Regions from separate parts of the Rattus norvegicus genome. Here region 1 is linked to region 2. A link is a contact called in public Hi-C data. All regions are on one chromosome and are shown on one strand. Each heading gives the region's core, a stretch centred on a gene start, on an enhancer-like site or on the middle of the called end of the contact. The rest is flanking DNA. Distances are from core to core; before and after follow the strand shown. Region 1 holds the start of P2rx3 (purinergic receptor P2X 3). Region 2 holds the start of Clp1 (cleavage factor polyribonucleotide kinase subunit 1).

Evidence for each region. A called contact is a pair of places that touch in the nucleus more often than the background predicts.
Region 1: a contact with region 2 is called in a Hi-C map of frontal cortex, with 1.7 times the contacts expected there. The contact joins the promoter of P2rx3 here to the promoter of Clp1 in region 2.

Annotation. Positions count from the first base shown.
Region 1 is chr3:90,526,303-90,530,856 of GRCr8, forward strand. It overlaps P2rx3 (purinergic receptor P2X 3), which reads right to left and starts at 3,007. Exons shown (of 12, transcript NM_031075.3): 1 at 2,688-3,007. The coding sequence starts at 2,806.
Region 2 is chr3:90,215,716-90,220,405 of GRCr8, forward strand. It overlaps Clp1 (cleavage factor polyribonucleotide kinase subunit 1), which reads right to left and starts at 1,450. Exons shown (of 3, transcript NM_001009599.1): 1 at 1,368-1,450; 2 at 1-588. The coding sequence starts at 566. LOC120101590 (a long non-coding RNA gene) reads left to right here. Exons shown (of 3, transcript XR_010065262.1): 3 at 1-631.

The sequences.
Region 1 (4,554 bases), core at 1,757-4,256, 310 kb after region 2:
AGAGAGAACTGATTCCCTGAAAGGAACACAATAATATGTAAAACAAAACAAAATGCCTTTCGAATTCTATTGAGGCAGTGTTAGGCCTCTCCCGCAAGCTTTTCTACATCCACTCCTACTCTTCTTAACCCTTGGGCACATCAGACCGCTCGGGTCTGGTCACAGTGCTCTTCCTCAGTCTCAGTTGCACAGATAGGTTGAACATTGTCAGTAACGTCCTTCTTGTTTGTATGTGCCTGTGGAAACAAAAGCTCTAAGCTGTCGTAGGATGCCAGGTCTGACCTCTGTGCTTCCAGGGATCTTTCTACACTCTAGCTGCTATTCCCATAGACTCTTCTTCCCTCAGACCAGGCTCTTTTCCCTCCACAGACATGGGATTTTTTGCCTTAAGGGTTCTTCCTCCTGGTCATCTGGTTGCTTCTACCCACCCTTCAGAACTTGGGTTGCACGTTTTACACACCATTAAAACTTTGCATTTGTTTGTGAGGATCACTGGGTTAGTACCAACTTCTTGCTCTATCCACAGTATGATGCTTACAGGACAAAGACCCTGTCTGTTTCTGCCCATTGCTCTACTCTCAGTGTGCAATAGTGCCTGACATGAAGAGATGCTTGATGTGCTTTTGCTAAATTAATCACAATGGATTCATGGAGTCACATGGTGTTTGGGCTCCTATAAACAGAGATGGGCTTGGGCCAGGGGGCTGGGATGTTGTTGAGTGTGCTGATGTAACTGCAATTCCACAGGGAGTTGTCAGGATGGGAGATGGATGGGATTGCATATCAAGATGCTAAAGAGCCTCTCTCATGCTCCCTTGAGCAGACTGGACTCAAAACCCCAGCATTGAAGGATTCAATCTGATTCTGATGAGGGGCAGCCAAAAGCAGTGCAGAGCTAAGGGGCTAGTCTAGGAGACGGCTGTCTCTGTCTTCCATCGATGTCCTGCCTGGAGCCAGGAGAGCCAGACCAGGTTAGGAATGTGCTGAAAAAGCTTTTGCTTTCATTTGGACCAATATAGCTATCAACAATCAAGGCACTCATATATATATACATATATATATGCACACACACATATATACATATATATGAACATATATATATGAACATATATATATAAACATATATGAACATATATATATATAAACATATATATAAACACAGAAGGCTTAAGAACCAACTGAGTATGTAGTGCAGTTGGCAGAGTGCTTATCTAATATGCACAAAGCCCTGGGTTCAACCAGCCATAAAATGGATGTGGTGGCACCCCTGCAATTCCAGCACTAGGAGGATTAAGAATTCAAGGTCACCTTCACCTATGTAGTAAGTTCATAGTGTTGGATAGATAAGACTCTGTCTCCAAAAACAAAAACTAACCAAACTAGCCAACCAAAAAGAAACCAGTTTTGAGCCAAATTTGGAGAAAGGGACATGGAACATCTAAACATCTCTCATAAAACTTCAATGTAGGAAAATAGTTTCAAGGCCATTTAATCCCACTCCACAGCTTGACTTCCTTCTGATGTCCCCACAATGCTATACCAAAGCCTACAGGCTCTCATTAAACCCGTGGAGAAAAAAAAATCACTTTGACAAAACCACATCTGGCCATCTATCCATCCACACACATCCAACCTCTCCACACTACGCCCACCTTTCAGCTCCAGCTACATGCGCACAGGATATACTCTTCGATTTGCCTGAATTAACTCATGACCTAGTCAGTGGCCGTCTTTCATAAACAGACTCATTGTCTCAAGGAGCAGCAAGTGACCACAGACCCACAAGCCAGGAAAGAAAACCCCTGAGGTTTTTGCCTGCATTTCCTGGTGCCAGCCAGTGTGTAGAAATGACCGCAAGAAGGACAGACCTGTGCTTTCCTCCCAGCCATTGTTTGTTTGAGTTCCTTTGTATGTGTGCATGAGAGTGCTGTTGGGATCTTGCTGGTCTTTGAGCAACCCCTAGCATGAGTCTTCTAACTTAAGTGAAGCAAGAATTTATGCTGTTTAACAATAGGAATCAGTTCTGCATTCTTAGGGAAGAGCCCCACACTAAGTCAAACAAGGTACTTTTCTGTTTGGCAGCTCTTTCCCTGAGTGCATCTGTGCCTCTGTCTAGCTTGGGGGGCAGTTCTTATCCTGCTCTCCAAGAAGAGGGATCTCTTGCCTTTTAACCTCTCACCATCTAGACCCATGACAGGAAGGAAGAAATTCCTAAGTCTAAATTAAACCCAGCACTCTCCTTTCCTCCGTAGCTGGGTCTTCCTCTACACATCAGCTCATCTCCTTGGTTTCCTTGCCTCCTTCCTGTGTTCTTTTATCTTTCTGAGACTCCAAAGACTCAATGGAGGGGAATAAGAAAGTGTGGGGAGGGCTCTGCTTTGTTTTCTGTTTTTTTGGTCTGGGAAGATGGACCATATGGGTTCTTTCCTGATCAGGGAATGGACCCATATTCTTGGCGCATGTATCTAGAATCATCCTCCAATCCTGGAAGAGTTTCTAGGTAAAATAATGCACCTGAGGACCGGTTTGGATGGGAGTGGCAGAGGCCAATCCTGAGGACACGGCTCCCACAAATTAAAGTGTTTCCCAGAGAAGAAGGTCTAGAAGCTGCAGGGCAATCTTGGGAGAGGGAGGAAAGGACATCAGGTAGCCCTCCTGTCTCAGGATCTGAAGGACCACAGACTCACCCCACAAAGTAGGAGATAATCAGCAGCTGGACGGCTCGGTTGATGATCCCAATGGTCCAGCTCTTCACAACCACCGACTTGGTAGTCTCGTAGGTGAAGAAGTCTGATATACAGTTCATACTGAGAAACTGCTCACAGCCACTTAGAAGGGCTGTGGATGCAGCCTAAGGAGAGAAAGGACTTCAGGACTGGGAGACAAAGATCAAGAACTGGAGTGGGCTGCTTAATGAGGCTTGAGGAAAAGAGCCAGTTCCTGTAAGCCAGGCAACTGTAGCCCAGTGCCTAGTCTCTCCCCTTGATACTCTGGAAGCCAACGGTGCAGGGCCAGGGCGGCGGACCACCTTTTTATCCGTCTCTACTCCACTCCCCTGTGATGTCACAGCAGGGGTGGGGTCTCCAATCCTGGGCTCCAGATTGCCTGAGATGCATCTGGCTAAGGCCCTCTGGGACTGACGTTTCATCTGCACTCTGTCTACTGTTTCTATTCTGTTCTCTTACGCTGTATCCCTATCCTAGCTCACCAGCTGCGTCGAATTCTCCAAAGCCCCTGGTAACTGCCCATTCTTGACTTAGCTCATCTGCCTGAGCCAAGAACTCCACTTTGAGTGTCTGCCGATTTCTACCTAATAGCACAAATAGAGATAAAGGGTCCTTGACAGGTCTGTCTCCTGGGAGGAAGAGCCACGCATTTCTTACCATCTCCTCCTCTCTGCCCTCTAGAATCGCATTAGGTTGTCTAGCTGGTCTCAAACTTGATATGTCGCTATGCCTCAAATTTACAATCCTCCTGCCTCAGTCTCTGAGTGTTGTGATTCCAGGTTTGTAATACTGCGAAGTGGAAAGTTGCTTACTTCTAACTCTAGTTGGCAGCAGTGGTGGAAACTCTTCTAGTTGTACAGAAATTACTGAACTCTCCCTTTCTTTTGAACCCTGAAGTTATTCAAATCTTTTGTTAGGGTGTATGCTCCTAAAAGGCTGGGCTGTTTTCAACCATCTTCGGTAGTTTTGTCAGATCCTAGACATGTGCCGCATTAGCAATAGGTTCTCATTACATATCTTAAGCCCAGTTTGACTCAGCTAAATAGTGGCAGCAGTGGTTAAAGCCACAAGTACTGAATGACAAGAATGCATTTTATCTATCTTATATCTCAGGATTGAGTTAGCAAGTCAGTGCAATTTCCAGGGAGACCGTGAGTTTAAATATCCTGTCTTTTTGTAGGACATATGCTAGCAATCACTCTAAATTATGATAAACTGTTAAAAGAGTTCTAGGTTCCAGCTTTGATGCCAATGTACTGACACCCCGGGTAAATCTTCTGTGGTTTCATTTTTCTCATCTGTAAAATGAGGAAGGCAAGATAAACTCAAGCATCTCTTTCAGACCTGGCTTCAGATTTTGCAAGATGCACTCTGGTGCTATGTGAGGCCATCCAGGCTTCTGCCAACGCAGGCTGATGTGATTTCAAGTAAGTTCTAGCTCAAAGGTAAATCTGACACCACCACTTGAACTTAATGCAGCCATCTGCTGGGCTCTTCCTGAGAACCCACAAATTAGGGATATGGATGGGATGGTGTTGGGGGTGGAAGGTGAACTCATTTCAGAAAGGATCTCATCTGCTTGCCAGGGTACAGCTGGAAAGCAAGCACAATCACCGACACCCGCATTCCCTTTGCAGCTAGCGGAGGCGACATTTCTGGCCACAGCTCTGTATTTTTATTTTTTATTTACTTATTTACTTATTTATTTATTTATTTTTTGGTTCAACAGACTCCTTCCCAGATTATTCACAGGAGGGAGGAACCTGCATGATTCCAACAAACATACAAACCTGAAACCGCATAATTTCCCCTCGGAATCTAGTCTTTG
Region 2 (4,690 bases), core at 200-2,699:
CCAAAATGATACACAAGAGGTGCCTGGATGGAGAAACCTTCTTCCACATCTGCGGGTCGCTCAATGTACAGGGCCCCCATGGTACCAGGAATGGACACAGAGCCCTGCCCTACATCCAACTCCACGTAAGTAGGACGTCGGCCCAAACGCACTGCGTAGTTGAGTAGCAGCCGGCACACCGTGGACTTGCCCACATCAGTAGGACCCACAACCATCACTCGGGGGCCTCTCTCTTCTTCCTTTTCTGCCTGCCTCCGCATCTGCTCCAAGGCTGTATGAGTGTTAAGGTAAAGCAACATAGGGGTGTCCTTAGAGACATAAGCCACCTCGGTCCGGCCACTCAACTGCAGAGAACAGCCATGCCAAGTGAAAACAGCCACCTTGGCACCAGCATCAAAGGTGAATTTCTTGTTTCTGGTCAGTTCTGTGCCAAAGATCTCTGCCATGCCAGCCAGCAACTCCAACTGAACTGACTGAGATGCCTCCACCTCAAATCGAAGCTCTGTTTCTCGCTCTAGTTCAAACTTGGTCGTTGGCTTCTTGTCATCATTGGATTCCTCACTCATCTTTTCTGTTGAGCTGCTGTGCCTAGAACCCAAATTAAATATTAGATCAAATCACTATTCAAAAATCTTCCAATGGTTTAGTCCCTTTATCTTTTTCTGCACAGTTCTTATTGCCTCCAGACTCACGATTTACAGCCTGTCTCCCCACATCCAGAAGGTAGAGATATTTTTGTTTGCTCCTCTGCCTCTAGTAAGTAGAAGAGTAGCGCACCTCAACAAAATACAGAGTGAATGAATGACTAGGACATAAAAAGAAAACTACCTACAGATGTAATTAACAGGAGATTCGAATTGCATAGTCCTCCATCACTATTGAAAAGAAAGTAACACATGGCCATTCTCCTCCAACTCCCTTAGCCAATAAGAAACAAGCCTCTAAATCGTAAGCAAAGAATGGGACACTGGGTTCAGAATCAGAAAACAGTTGCATGTCCAGCTCTGGGGCTACTAGTAGTTACTATAATCCAACCATTTAATACCAAAACCAACTCCCCAGCTGCTATACGATGGGCATTTACACGTCCTACCGTTAAGAGTACAGTGCCGGGGATAACAAGGACCACAGTTGGAAAAACAAAATATTAAACTAGAAACTACCAAAGAAATGTAAATTACTATTTCTGAACCACAATTCTGAGTCCAGTATTTATCACAGTTAGCTCCAACATCAAAACCTGCCGGAATCTCTCAGAGGTAATTGGGGTCCTTAAGCCTTACCTGTAGAGCCTCTGGATCTAGATAAGCGTTACAGAAACCTCGGTACAGGACCTCAGCACTTTCCCAACCATGAACGACGCTCACCTAAATACTAGCCGGAAAGCAAAGGCGGTTCCGCTCTTGCGCGGTAGTAGGAGACGCGGTCGCGTGATGCATTTTGGGACGTGTAGTTCGGAGTGAGTGAGCGCGCGCCACCGCATGGCCCTCTGGGAATTATAGTTTAAGGATTGTTCTGTGACGCGCGGAGGTGGGCGGGGCAGCGCCGTCACTTTGTGCGGGAAGACCGCGGGAGGCGGAAAGGAGTCGTTGCTGGTTCGCCCACGCGCGGGAGGTGGTTGCATGGTCGCTCCCTATCTGCTGTCCAGCAAAGCTAAGGGCAACCAGAAAGGGAGCGGCACCACTGTCTAGATAAGAGCTCTGCTCGACTAGACCACACGCCAAAAAGTGGGGAAGTTAGCAAAACGCAGCCTAAGCAGGAGATCCAGGCGGAGGGAAAGTGGCACAAACACATACAAGCAGAGACACACACTAAGTCAAATAGAAACACACATACCATGTCAAGCAGTCCCCACTTTGAGGCTATGCGGAACTGGCATATAGGAGAAACTAAGTGTAATTCATTCTCTCCACTCCCCCTTCTCTCCACCACTCTCCCCCACCCCGAAGCTAGCCAACCTGGCACTCCTTGTGATTCTCCTGCCTCTGATGTCCTGAATGCTGGGATTTACAGACATGAGCCACGAATCAGGCTGTTTTTTTCTTTAGTAAATTAGAATAAAAATCCAATGATTTCTTTTATCTTATGAATCAGTCATTATCCAACAACTTCTGCCAGAGTTTAAACTGTCCATGCACATCTGACAGTTATACAAAGTCGATCATTTACACCACTGCTAACCGGTTCCACATCTATTATCCACTTTTCATGAGTATGGCCTTTGGAATCTAGTATTAGTTCACTGCCTGACTTTGGATAAATCACAGGCTTCCTTTCCCTGAGACATCTCTTGTCTATAAAATGGGAATAATAACAGTATTCGACCTCTTAAAGTTGTTTTAAAGATTGGATGAGACATATGTGCTAAGCACAATGCCTATAATATAGAAAGTATCTGATGTTAGCCTTAAGTTTTTATTATAGGCTGGAGAGACTATAATAATCTTATCTGTTTATACAGTGCTTTACAATTTTCAAAGTAGCTTTAGGAGTCCATGTTACAATATCCTACAAACCCAGGTAGGTATAGTATCTCCAATTTCATTTGAGAAGAAACGAGGGGTTGGGGATTTAGCTCAGTGGTAGGGCGCTTGCCTAGCAAGCGCAAGGCCCTGGGTTCAGTCCTCAGCTCCGAAAAAAAGAAGAAAAAAAAAAAGGAGAGAGAGGGGTTGGGGATTTAGCTCAGTGGTAGAGCACTTGCCTAGCAAGCTCAAGGCCCTGGGTTCGGTCCCCAGCTCTGAAAAAAAGAAAAAAAAAGAGAGAGAGAGAGAAGAAACGAAGATAATCAGAGGCATTTTCCCAAGCACTCAGTTATTAGAAGAGGAAGGCTTTTCTTTTGTTGTTGTTGCTGTTGTTGTTGTTGTTGTTGTTGCTGCTGCTGCTGCTGCTGCTGCTGCTGCTGCTGCTGCTGCTGCTGCTGCTGCTGTTTTGAGACAGTGTCTCACTGCCCTGTCCTGAAACTCACTTCATAGAGCAGACTGGCCTCAAACAAAGATCTATTTGCCTCTGCCTCCAGAGTACTGGATTTACAGGCATTAAAAGTATAAAGACTTAAGGGTAGGCTTTTTTGATGATTTTTTTTTTGCCAACTTAATTGAATCAGAAAATACCTGGACACCAAGGAGGCACACCTTTGGGTGTGTCTGTGAAAGGATTTCAGAAAAATGTAACTGAAGCAGAAGATTCACCCGGAATGTGGACAGCTCCGCCCTATGGCCTGGGATCCTGGACTGAATCAGAAGAGGAAAAGGGAAAAACTACTTAAGGACCTACATTCCACACTATCTACTTCCTGATGTGGCCAGACTTAAGCAAGTTTTCACCACCACAGCTGCAAGCCATTGTCACTGCCTTGCCTTCCTTGTGTTGATTGACTCAGTCTTCTGAACCATCATCAAAATAAAACCTCCTTTCAGTTGCTTTTTGTCAAGCAATTGATTACAACAATGGGAGAAACAACTAGAACATTTAAACTTAGAGCTGAGGGAGCTGGATCAGTTTCTAATAACAGGAGAACAATTACATAGTGATAAACATGGTTGTACGGGTGTATAGTCATTTCATCCCAGGTAGAATCTTGTGCAGTAGTTCCAACTGTAACCCCATTTTACTGGTTTTCTGAGTTTTAAGATTTATTGTATGTGTCTGAGTGTTTTCCCTGTGTATATATGTGGACCACACTCATACTTGGTGCCTGCAGAGGTCAGAAGATAATGGAATAATGGATGTTTGTGAGCAGCTATGTGGGTGCTGAGAATTAAATCCCAGGACCTCTACAAGAGCAACAAGTGCCCTTAACCCATGAGCCAACTCTCCAGCCACTCCACACAACCCATACTGTTTGTTTGTTTGTTTGTTTGTTTGTTTGTGGTTTTGTTAAAAAAAATTGGTTCAATTTTTTAAGAAAGGGTTTCTCAGTGTAGCCCTGGCTTTCCTGGAACTCATTCAATAGACTAGGCTGGCCTCAAACTCAGAGATCCATCTGCCTCTGCCTCTGCCTCTTGAATGTTGGACCTAAAGGTGTGAACCACAACTGCCCCACCTATTTTTATGTGTATAAGCATTTTTTTGTCTTACGTGTGTGTGTGTGTGTGTGTGTGTGTGTGTGTGTGTGTGTGTGCATGAGTGCATGCCTGATGCCCCTTTAGTTCAGAAGACGTCAAATTTCCTGGAACTGGAGTTACCAATAACTCTGAGCCACAATTGCTAAGCCATCTTCCCAGCCTCTGTTTGTTCTTTAAAACATGTGACTACTTTCCTCATCCTATCCCATGTGATGAATTTGAACTGAGAGATTAGGGCAGCTTTCTGGTCTACCTTTCTCTCGCTGGTCCTACCTAGCACTCAGTTTTCAGGCAAGTAAGTTGCCAACCTCTCACAGTTTTCTTTGGGGATGTGATTTAGTTGTGCCATTTATTTGCCATGCGGACATTAGCTTTTCAGCAAACTACTCCACGTAGACTACTGCTTTTTCATTCTTCAGAATGTTAGCTCTAGACTTCCATTAGCAAGCTTGTGGCCTCATCTGCTTTCTTCGGAACGCATTCTTCCCAGTCTGGTTCTTTGCTTCCACTGTCAGTGCCTCTCAGTTACCTCAAAGTCATCTTTCTTCAGATATTGTATAACCATCTCCAACTGAATTCAGGAAGAGCCCTCTCCTCCCTTTGAGATTGCTCTCCATTTCGCTTCT